Linked DNA regions of Gossypium hirsutum: region 2 is linked to region 1. The links are chromatin contacts, called in public Hi-C maps. All regions are on one chromosome and are shown on one strand. Each heading gives the region's core, a stretch centred on a gene start, on an enhancer-like site or on the middle of the called end of the contact. The rest is flanking DNA. Distances are from core to core; before and after follow the strand shown. Region 1 has its middle 18 kb from the start of LOC107915190. Region 2 has its middle 25 kb from the start of LOC107915847.

The links. Hi-C and Micro-C count contacts between places; a contact is called where the count stands out from the background.
Region 2: a Hi-C map of leaf shows a contact between it and region 1, with 3 times the contacts expected there. The contact joins two enhancer-like sites. A contact is called at or near these places in 5 of 34 Hi-C or Micro-C datasets (hypocotyl and leaf).

The regions. Positions count from the first base shown.
Region 1 is chrD10:42,261,408-42,267,634 of Gossypium_hirsutum_v2.1, forward strand. No RefSeq gene overlaps it. Among protein-coding and RNA genes, the nearest start is that of LOC107915190, 18 kb to the right of the region's middle. Within about 2 kb of position 3,159, at least 3 of the 9 cell types and tissues checked have an H3K27ac peak or open chromatin away from gene starts, as enhancers often do. A contact at or near this core is called in leaf, where this site is marked.
Region 2 is chrD10:42,606,983-42,613,209 of Gossypium_hirsutum_v2.1, forward strand. No RefSeq gene overlaps it. Among protein-coding and RNA genes, the nearest start is that of LOC107915847, 25 kb to the left of the region's middle. Within about 2 kb of position 2,754, at least 5 of the 9 cell types and tissues checked have an H3K27ac peak or open chromatin away from gene starts, as enhancers often do. A contact at or near this core is called in leaf, where this site is marked.

The DNA.
Region 1 (6,227 bases), core at 1,909-4,408:
AACCAGCAGAATCACCTTGTTGTGGTGATATATTAAACCGGTACAACCTTTTATGGATGTGACACCAGCAAAATCGTCCCTATCTTGATGTCCTTCACAAAACAATGATAGAGATGAAATTCGAAAAACACCTGATTATCCCTTGCAAACTGTGCTATAGAAATCAAATTTTTTGCAGACATTTGGAACATGTAAAACATGTTTAAGGTGTAAGAGCCTACAACTAGTAACGATCGAGGAGGTCCCTACATGAGTGATAGGAACAGGAGCACCATTGCTCATAAGAAATTGACTCATACCTGTATATTCAGTAGGATGACTGAGTGTCGAAACATCATTGATAATGTGATTTGTGGCACCTAAATCTGGGTACCAAATTTGACCAGCATCATTTGTGGAAGTTACTAAAAAATGACACCGAGGTTTACCACTACGGTCTTGAGAAACGGGAGTTCGATTGAAAGATTGATGCATTGCACAATTTGATGCAAATTTTTCTACCTGTCATGAATCAAAAAGCTCATGATGATTCACTGACATGGATTAACCTTTATCAGAAACACCTGCAAAACTTTCATCAAATCTATAATAACATTTCTGGACAACATGGCCAACTTTACCACATAGTTGACATTGGGGGCGAGTGTGAGAAAATCGACCCCTATGACTCCTACCACGATGGAAGCCTCTTTGTCATTGAAAACCACCACCACGATATTATTGCTTATGACCTTGATAATCAGAATTCTTTGATAAGTTGCATCTTCACAGGATTGTTTACTAGCTAAATTAGCTTGGACAGGAATATTAGCCAAGAACTCAACTTGTCTTGCTTCACAATCTAGCAGCATTTCAGTTAACAGATCAAGAGAAAGATAAGTGGTTGAAGCTACCACTCATACCGATTCAGATTCAACTGATAACCTTGCAAGAATGATGGTAACCTGTTCTTGTTCTGATATTATGCTTCCTGCAGCAACTAATGTATCACTCATTGACTTAATCTTTGCCAAATAATCTTTGATGGACAAGTGACCCTTCTTTTGAGGATATAGCGCATGTTGTAGACTCGATATCTTGACAGTAGACTTGGTGGCAAACTTTCTTTCAGTTGTAGTCCACACATCAAAACTAGTACGAGCACTAGTAAGATAAATAAAGATTTCATCAGACACAGTCGATAATAGCCAAGAAGCCAGCAACTTGTCTTGTTGAACATGCAACACGTAATCAGAGTTCTTAACTAACTGCCCATATTTATCAAAAACCAACTGAGCAAGAACATTAACAGTTCCTAAAACAAAATCTTGCACACCATATCCTTCAAGAATCAACATGATTTGGTTCTTCCATAGAAGAAAATTGCTTTTACACAGTTTAACAGTATCGTGTTTAGGAAACTATTGAACCTTCTTCCCAACAACAAAAGTTACTGAACTTGGATTTGAACAAAGAAAGTTGACTTGCTCTCCAACACCATTAAAGGAATTATGGTGACTGTTTGCAATCACTTATGGTGCCATAACACTCGAATACAATGCAGGAATAAAGGAAAAAAAAAAACCTTAGCTCGAAACCATGTAGAGAAACGCAACAAAAAGATAAACTAAAAAGATGAATTTCATTCTTAAAGAAAGATTACAATACATCCTAGAGATTGAATGCACTGTATTTATACAATACTTCTTGCTGAACTGCTTCAAACAACCTGTTAACAGAAATAACTACTTTAACTACTAACAGCTTAACAACCTATCAGTTAACTGTTGACTTATTCTTTAACAACACATAACCCTCTTTTTATTTTATTTTATAATATTGGCTCATCATTCTTGCTTTATTAATAATGGCACTACTCATTCAAATATCTTTCTATACTTTATGAATTAACTATTTTCCAAAATACATTGTATTCACCATCATCGTTTTCTATTATCTAAGGGTCAGTTCTTTATTGCTTAAAAAAAGAACTTCTGACTCCAAAAGCACTTTTGGAAGAAAAGCTGTGCAGAACAAGCTGCTTTTGGCTGAAATTTTTAACTTTTCAAAAGTGCTTTTCAAAAGCACTTCTGAAAAGGAGAAGCTAAAAATTTTAGCTTTTCCTCTCCCAAAAGCACTTTTGGTGCTTAATTATTTTTTCATCCCTCCAATAACATAGTACTTTCCTGTTTTTTTCTTGGTGCTTAATTACAAATGTATTAAAATCATTAATTAAAAATAAAAAAAATATTTTTTAAAATACTAATTACAAATATTTAATGGTTATATTTAAATATGTAAAATATAGTTTATATATTCTAATTAAATTTTATAAATAATTAATATTTATTGCTTAAAAATATTTAAAATTTATATTTCATATATTAAAATATTAACAACAAGTTATAATAAATTTTTTATATTCTTACTAAAATATAATAATATTAACTAATTTAAATATGATTTAAATGCATATTTATTATTTGATAATAACATATCTAAAATGGACATTTTCTTTCCCAAAAGTACTTTTTGACAGCAATGCTAAACACTTAAATTTTAAACCAAACTTTTTAAAAGCACTTATCAAAAATACTTATCAAAAATACTTTTTCACAACACTTTTCTACAGTACTTTTCAAAAGTATTGCTAAACTAGCACTAAATAACTGCAGGGTTCAATTATGACTAAAACTCTTCTTTTCTTCTTGCCAAATAAAATTATCGTTCCTTCTTCTTTTAACAATTAAATCGTGAATTATTATTTATTAAAAAATTAAATTGTGATTTATTTTTTATTAACTAGCATTTGCTTTTGTCGACTCGACCAATAACTTTTTGGTCTTAAGCTTTCAACCACCAAGATTTAATCATAAAATCCAGATGAGAAATATTGTGGATAAACAACCAAAATTAGTAACAAATTCTCTCTTTTAAACATTTTTATTTTATTTTCCCGAAACATAAAACCTATGATCATAAAAAAAATGTAGCTTTCATAATTTCTAAGATTCCGTCATTACGTCGATTTGCTCCCTTGTCAGCCATCGGGATTGGTTTTGGGCATCGGTCTTGACATGGTCTCTTCGGAGACGTTCATGCTGACATGAAGTGATGGGTACATGCACCTCGCCTCCAACTTGTGGCCTCCATGATCTCTCGTCAGTCGACGCTTGTCCCTCCGGCCACGTTGGCTTCTAGCTTGTAGTTAGGGTTTTCCTTTTGTAGTTTTGTTAGGGTTTGGGCTCTAGGCCCTTATTTTTATCTTTTTCAGGTTTTTATGGGCTTTTTATGTTGGCATAAGGGTAAAAAAAATTCTAATTAAAATTTAAAAAAATCAATTTAACCTTTTAAAAAATGCGACTTTAATAATAATAATAATAATAATAATAATAAATTGGACATGATTGAGAATAGTTACCAAGAAATAACACGTGGAAGAATGCTGATTTCGTGAAAAAAAAAATTAAAGTCTTGGTATTGTTGCATAGAAACTAGCAGTTTCTGATTATCTTGCTTGACCTTTATTATTTTGGGAGCAGCCAGTATATTATTTTTCCTCAAATATACTTGGTTAGAGCATTAATTTAATTAAAGCCACTAAACCTGTTTAAATTGTCAAATAATAATTCCACCCTGGACTGCTATAATAGCTTTAGTCTTATTCCCAAAAAGAAAAACAAAGAACTTTAGTCTTTAAATATAAAGCTATTGTTGAAAAAGTAAATCAATAAATTTAGTCTCTCAACAGTTGAAAATCGCGTTTTTGGTAACATCATGTCTTCAGTCTCGTTCACATTCACCAAATATATTATAAAATATATATTTAGTATCTGTAATTTGTTGAAATTTGATATTTAGGATTGAAAATAACTTTTTGCAAATGGATTCTAGAAAACTAATTAATTTTCTAAGAATGTTGACTTTTTATGTGGGGATGATTTTTCATAAAATATTTTTTTTATAATCTTTTTAAAATTATTTTTAAAATTTGTTTTCAGTAAAACAAACACAATATAAATTATATTTGTTACAAAATATTTTAAAAATATTTTATTTTTACAGTTAAAATTATTTTATAATAAGATAATATTTTTACAATAAATAATATTTTATATAGACTTATTAATAGATAATATTTAATTAAAATTTAATTTAAAGTTATATATTATATATGGGCCCCGTGGTATATTATAGCTAGTAGAGATAAATGAAAATAATCAGTATTTAAGTAAATATTGATATTTATATTATTAAAATATGAATGTAAATTTATTCAATAAAATAATATTAAGATTATTACTTCAATTTTTAATTTATTACTAATTTTAAAATTTATTATTAAAATGAAATTGTAATGTTAAATTATTTTATTAAAATAATAAATTATATTAATAGTTTGTTATATAGTTAATATAAATATGCATGTTTAATAATATTGAAAATTATAACATTTGAGATTAAAATTTAAATATTTTAAAAATTAAAAGTAGAATCTATTATTAATATAATAATATTTTAACTTTATTTAAATTATTATTATTATTATATAAAAACAAGTTACAAATAAAATAATATTTTCCAAAAAGTGACAGACTTTAGAAAATGTCATTTAAAAAGAATTATTTCCCCTTAATTAAAACAGGAATATATATATATATATATAAAAACAATTTCTACAAAACAAACCCAACATGCCATTTTTTTAAAAATATATATAACCCAAGTCAATGTTTACCTGGATCCCTTCATGATTACATAGATTTAAATAAACTATTTTTTAAAAGAAAATATTTCGAAACCCTTAATTTTAAAGGGAATTCCATTTTAAAGTCTTCTCATTGAAAACCTTTTCTATCATGAAAGCTCGAAAAACCCATTTCAAGAAAAACCAAATAAATTAGGGACTCCGAAACCCTTTACACGTTGAGCCCTAAAGGAAAAAATGGTCCAAAGCATATTATATTTGTCGAGATGATTAAATTATTAATAAATTTAAATTTTAGTAATTTAATTCAAATAATTATAAAATAATCATTAATTGAAAACTTTTATATAAAACATTGAACTATTTAAATAGATTAATAATTATTTTAAAAATAAGTAACCAAAATATAAACTTTTTAATAGTTTAGTAACACATTAGATGTAATTTACCAAAACATAAACTTTCAGTATTATATATATATATATATATTGGATGGGCTTTTTTTAAAGGTTAATATATATAGTGACCATTAAATTTGGCTACTCTTACTCTTTATCTAAACTTTTTTTAAACTTAATTGGTATCTAAATTTAAAAATCACTAATTAATTTGGTACTTTTTATTAATACCTGACTAACATCATTAGATTTTAGATAAATAATTATTAGAATTTTGACATGTGTTCTAAAAATAATAAAAATATTTTTTTTGACAATTAAAAAAAATAAAAATTAGGATTTTTAGTATTTTTTTAATTTTTCATCATAATAAACTTTGACAACTAGTTGTTTAAATTTGTCTGAAAAAACAAAAATTAAGAATTTTATTAATTTTATATTTTTTATAATTTCAAAAAGTAATGATATAAAATTATTTTGGAAAATAACTTCGAGGTAATTTAAATTTTTTTTAAGATTTTTAGATTTTTTTTTGAATTTTAAGATATATTTTTTAATTGGGACAATCAAAGATTCATTATCAACTTCTATTTCTAATAAATTTATATATTTTTTATATTTTAAAAAATAATAATACAAAATAATAATTTAAAATAAATTCTATTTTAAAAATGTCTTAATTTTCATTAAATTATTTATAATCATTTTAAATTTTCAAATATTTAACAATATAAAAGTTTAAAAAATAATTTTATATATTTTTATACTCATTTTTTTTTAATTACAATTGTGATAACATCTTAAATTTGCATGATTTTTGTGTTTAAATCAGTTAATTCTTGAATTGATCCCTGCTAAATTAGTGATTTTATGTTTTAATTCTGTCAGGAATGCAATTGGGATGCTATGAGTTAAAAACGAGCAGAAAATGACCTATTTGCAGCATAGTCAATAAAGTGTGGCTGAATAAAAAATATGAAAATAGTTAATGACTCATCAGATTTCTTTTGACTTTTTAAAAGCCAAAATTAAAAAAAAATCTAATTTTATTTTTTATTTAATTTTAATTATGTAGTGGATAATTAGACTAAATTTAGTAATCCTATGTATATTAATAAGTCCTTTATGGAAGCTTGAAAGGA
Region 2 (6,227 bases), core at 1,504-4,003, 350 kb after region 1:
TGATGTTTTTGCGTATAGCTTGGGCATTTTGAATGATGATAAAGATCTTGGCTCTGTCAACAATACTGATATTGTGTTTATTCCTAAAATTTCTAATCTTACAAACTTAGAAAATTTTAGACCTATAAATTTATGTTCCGTTTTATATAAAGTTGTAGCAAAAGTAGTAGCAAATCGGCTTCAAGGAGTAATTGGAAGGTGCATTGATAGTTGTCAAAGTGTGTTTATGTCGGGGTGATTAATCTTCGATAATGTGTTGCTAGCTTATGAGTTATTACATACTTTTGGTCAAAAGCGCACAGGTAAAAAGGGATACATGGCTTTGAAGCTAGACATTAATAAAGTCTATTATAGGGTAGAGTGGGGTTTTCTAAAGGAAGTGATGTTGGAAATGGGTTTTGCTAATGAATGGGTGGAGCTTATTATGAGATGTATTTCTTTGTTGTCCTATTCAGTTATTGTAAATGGTTGTAAGGAGAGGACGTTTAAGCTTGTAAGGGAACTTTGTTAAGGTGACCCCTTTAGCCTTTTTCTTTTTCTCATTTGTAGCATAGGGCTCTCGACTTTGATAAGGTTGGCTATGGAAGGAGGATTATTACGAGGAGCCAAAGCTAGTAGAAGTGGTCCACAAATTTCACACCTACTATTCGCGGATGATAGTATTCTTTTGGGTGAGGCAATAACGAAAGGAGCTTTTATTGCTGAATGGAATATTAAAAGAATACGAGAGGTGTTTAGGTCAATGTTTGAATTTTAGTAAATTAACAATCATTTTTAGCTCGAATACATGTAGGGGGATAAGGTAAAAATCTCGAATCTCTTAGGAATAAAGTTCTCGACTAATCTTGAAAAGTATCTGGGGTTGCCAAAAATGGTGGGGAGGGGGAAAAAAGTCTTTCCAGAAATTTAAGGATAGAATTAAAATGTGTATTGAGAGCTGGAGCATGAGGCAAGGAGGTAAGGAGATTTTTATGAAGCCAGTTTTGCAAGTAATTCCCACATATGTCATTTCATGTTTTTTGTTACCGAAATCTTTTTGTGGGGAGATTGAGAGTATGATAGCAAGATATTGGTGGCAGAAAGGGCAAGGGCGGACGGGGATACATTAGTGTGAGTGGAGTCAAATGTGTCGACTAAAAGAGGAAGGGGGAATGAGATTTCGGAGCATGGGAAAATTTAATATGTCTTTGCTGGCTAAATAGGGATGGAGGCTTATAAACCTTCCAAATTCGTTACTTGCTTGTGTTCTTAGAGTGAAGTATTTCCCTAGGTCTGATTTTATTAGTGCTCAGTTAGGAAATAGTAGTGCTCAGTTAGGAAATAGTCCATCGTACATTTGGAAAAGCATATGAGATATGAAAGGTGTTTTAAAGGAAGGGTTAGGCTGGAGAGTGGGTTCGGGAAAAAAAATCTCAATTATCGATGATGCATGGATCCTTGGGAATTATAATTTTAGATTATCTACTTCTATTCTTAATTTGCAGCATTCATTGGTGTTAGAACTTATAGATGCAAATGAAAGAAAATGGAAGCATGAGTTAATTAGTAATACCTTCTCGACGTCGGATGCAACCCAAATCCTCCGTATTCCGTTGGTAAAAGAGGCTCATGATAATTGGTTGGTGTGGGATGTGAGTCTTCAGGGGAGTTCTCCATCCGAAGTACTTATATACTATTACAGATACTTCGAGGGTTTCTAGTGCTTACGCTTTACAATCAATTTCTAGTGATTTCTACAAAAAGCTATGGAGCTCCCTGGGAAAATTAAAATTATAGTTTGGAATATTTCTTTGAATTACTTGCCTACATTAGCTAACATGAAATACAAGAAACTTGTGAACACAACATGCTGTCCTCGTTGAGAAAGGGAGGAGGAAATAGTGGATCATTTGTTTCGAGTATGCCGTGTAACAATTGAAGTATGGTCAGATCTTAAATTTTCACATTTCCTAAGTAATCAAGATTTTGGGTTTGGACATTGGCTTACTGGAGTATTTGATGCATGTTCTATCACTCAGTGATGGCTTTTTTTTACGCGCTATGGGTTATCTGGCGAGATAGGAACATAAGGGTCCATGAGAGTGAGTTTGCTACAGGGAGGGATATAGCACATTTCATCAGGGGTTACATTGTAAAGATTACTGAGACAGAGAAGAGGACAATTACAAAAGAAACTGGATTGGTGTGCTAGAGGGTAACATCAGATTCAACCATTAAAATCAACTTTGATGGCACTTTTGACGGACAGAGATTTCAATCGGCTTTGAGTGTTGTGGCAAAGAATGCTAAAGGGAAAGTGGTACTTTCACGAGCGGAGACTAATTAAGGGGTTTTTTTAGCCTTCGCTGTTGAAGCTATTGCTTGCCATCGAGCAATACAAATGGGTATAGAACAGGGTCGGGTGCAAGTAATAAACGAGGGCGATTCATTGTCAACAATTAAGAAATGTCAGTCAATACATCTGAATAAATCGTTAATTGGTGCTTATATCATATATATACATCAGTTGAGAGACGAATTTCAAAAGATCTTTTTCAGCCATATACCAAGATCAGCCAATGAGTTAGCCCACACCGATTACGAAAGAAACACTGAGAGGGGGTGAGTCCTTTTACCTAGAGGAGGGAGTGGACAGAGCGAAGGAACTGGAATAAAGAAGGTGATGCGGTGGTAAAGAATGGAGAAAGAAAGAGTTAATGTCAAGGATGAAAGGAAATGCTACTCACTTCTCTTTGTACTTTTGAACCGTCGAAAAATGAAATTAATTGCAGGTGTTGGGACGGTTGCTAAGGATTGAGCTGATTGGGCAATGGAATAGTGATGTAGACTTTTTGGAATTTTCTTTTTTGTTCTGATATTTTTTTTACATAAGTTTGGGCCTTTTATTTGGGTTTGCGTGAGTTTTTTTGTTTTTTTAATTTTATAGATTTTTTTTCATTTTTGTTTGTTTTGGATTTCAAAGTAATAAAGCCCAATCTATTTTATTTAAAAATAATAATCCCCAAAAGACTCTCATCCACCTTATTTTTATAGTTTTCTTTTTGCAATTAAAATGATTATTAACTTGATTTTTTAAATAATCTCATTATAGGTTATGATCATATCTGCTATTTTGACACAATACTTAGAACTACCCATAGTCCCTCCCCGACCCATAAATCGAAGGATAATGCACATCAACGCACTCGAACCGGTGTCCTCCTGCATTGACAACAATACCCATGCTAATCAAGCTAAGACTCAATCGACATTAACTGAATTTTTTCATATTAAGTAAATATAATATATTTTTTTGAGTAAACTGAAAATTTTAAAAGTAACACATATGAAGCATATGATGTAGTTAATTGAATTTTTTTACGTATTAAGAAGTTAATTTTAAAATAATATACTATTTTATTTTATATAAACTTTATTAAAATCTAATTTTGAATAAATATAATTTGTTAGAGAATTAATTTAAAATTTTTAAAACTAACACATATGAAGCAATTAATTATTAATATATTATATTATATTTATTTAAACTTTTTAAAATCAGCATAATTTTTTTAATATAAAATAAATATCTCGAAGCATGTACCGTACACCAATAAAATTGAAACAAATCAATATAAATAAAATATTAACAAATCGATATTATTTAAATAATTAATATTGATCTATAATCTAAATTGATATTTCAAAATTGATATTTTTGCCAAACTTCGAATAGAATAAAACTTTCAAGGGGACAAACAACCTTTATGGCTTATTAATAAATTGAAGGGTAAATTACACCAACAGTCACTCAACTTTTAATTTAGACAATCAACTTCCAAAAAATAACAAATCAGTCATTAGCACTAGCAAAAAGTGACAAATCAATCACCTACTAACGTTTTCGGTTACAGGTCTAATGGAATAGGTGTCCTGGCCAGTTAACTTTCTTTGTTGGTTTATGGTTTTTTCGATTTAAGGGCATTTGGGTTTATGGTTTTTTAGATTTCTTTGTTGAAATATGTTGCATTCGCATGGGGTTTATGCACTGCATATGTTTGTATTCAATGAGTTTATGACTTCATTTTGGATTTTGTTGAAAAAACTATTTAGGGTTTTGATAGAAATGGATACATTTGTATTAAAATGTATGGTATGTAGACCTATGTTTTGTATGCCAAAGATCCCACTGCCTTTATCGTTTGCCATGTGCATGATAGAAATGAATTTCTTTGGTTATTTCATCATATTGTGTTTGGTGATTGCATCATTGTGTGGAAATTTGTTTATGGCTTGGGAGTTTGAGATTTAGCAAATTAATAGTTTTTTGTAACACCCCAAACTCGACCTAAACATTAGGGCCGAATCTGGTGATGTCACATTGTAACACCCCTTACCCGTATTCAACGTTGAATAGGGTACGAGGCATTACCAGAATAAATACACTTATAACCATATTAAATCGAGTTATAAAATTTTATCCAAATTAAAAACTTTCAAATTATTATCTTCGAGTCGATAATTAGGATTTACAAGGCCAAATACATACCCATTCATATGCTCAATACATCTATTAAATCAATCCAATATTGAAGAATCCACTTTATGTCAAAATCAATATTATTAACAATCTAAAATCTTTTTATGTTGATTTCATATATCACTTACCGAACTTCGAATGTCAATTCACAAATATGTAATTCATTAAGTCATTCTGGTATACACAATGTTTAATTGATGAAATCATTTAATTGAGCTAAATTTCATGTTCACTCTAAATTTTCTTCTAAATCCATAAATGCTTTCACTTACCATTTACCTAATCAATTTCTCGAACCAAGCTATCACACAACAATAATACATCACCTGTGCTTCATGAATTCAATGTTCGAATCTTATCACCATCAAATCCATGTCATTCGAATACTTAAAGTTTATTCAAGCATATATTATTACGTTTCATATACCAAACATATGTCAAAATTTACGAATACGCAATCAATTCATTTTTCATTTATTTGACTAGAAATTTAACCTCAAAATTCATAACATTCCATTACTTAACATATGCCATAAAACACTCCTTTAACATAAACTAGCATCATGGCCGAATTTTCATTATGCTAATTATTACCCTTTTTCCGAATCACATAGCAAAATATTACAATTATGTATATATTGAATACTATAATTATGCATCAACTTACCAATATGAGTTAATTCATGAATCACTCATGACATTACTTCATGCCAAATATACCAGACACATATGCCATGAAACTTTATTTTCTAGCATGCTTACTATAACCAATAATGCACAAACATAGGCATCACTCCTGTTTCAACGGTTATCGATTATAATCAATCATATAACCAATTATACACAAACCATTCATATATATATATTTAAATTTCCTCCTCCTCCTCTCCATTCCACATCCTTAATTTACTTAACACTCTTAGAAATAACATTTTCTAAAGTTTCATTATTCACCCTTAAGTATATTCAAAGCTGTCTATTCGAGTCATATCACTAAATTATTTTTATTTGGAGCTACAGAACTCCAAATTATGAACCGTTAAAGATACCATAAAATTTTCATAATTTTTAGTTTATATAATTAGTACAGTTTATTCTTTAAAATTTCCCCTATTTCACTGCTCGCCGTTTCTGATCTCTTTTCACTAAAAATCAAATATCTCTTAGTAAAAAAATCTAATGGTGTTCTTGTTTATTTATATTGAAACTAGACTCATTAGGGAATTTAATAATATAAATTAAAAATTGCAATTATTTTTTTACAATTTATAATGATTTATCAAATTTAGAATAGGGAATCCCGAAATCATTTTGACCCATTTCACTAAAATTCAAATATATCATAATGTATAACTCATTTGCTTACGTTGTTTCTTTTATGTAAAAATAGACTCAATAAGCTTTCATGTCATATCTCAATCACCCTCTAATTCAATTTCTACTATTTTTTGTGATTTTTCAAAGTCACACCACTGTTATTGTCCAAACCATTTTAATTCAAATTTTCACTATTTCATGAATTTCTCTTACTTCATTTCATTTTATCGATAGTTTGATCAAATAACGAGTACATTGTTCATAAATTTTCCCACTGTCTATGCACTTATAAATCACATAGTCATTTCATCATATCATGTATTTTCACTTAATAAATTTCTCGTTGAACTTATTGGAAGAAAAACAGATTTCTCGGTGGCCTGCACACAGT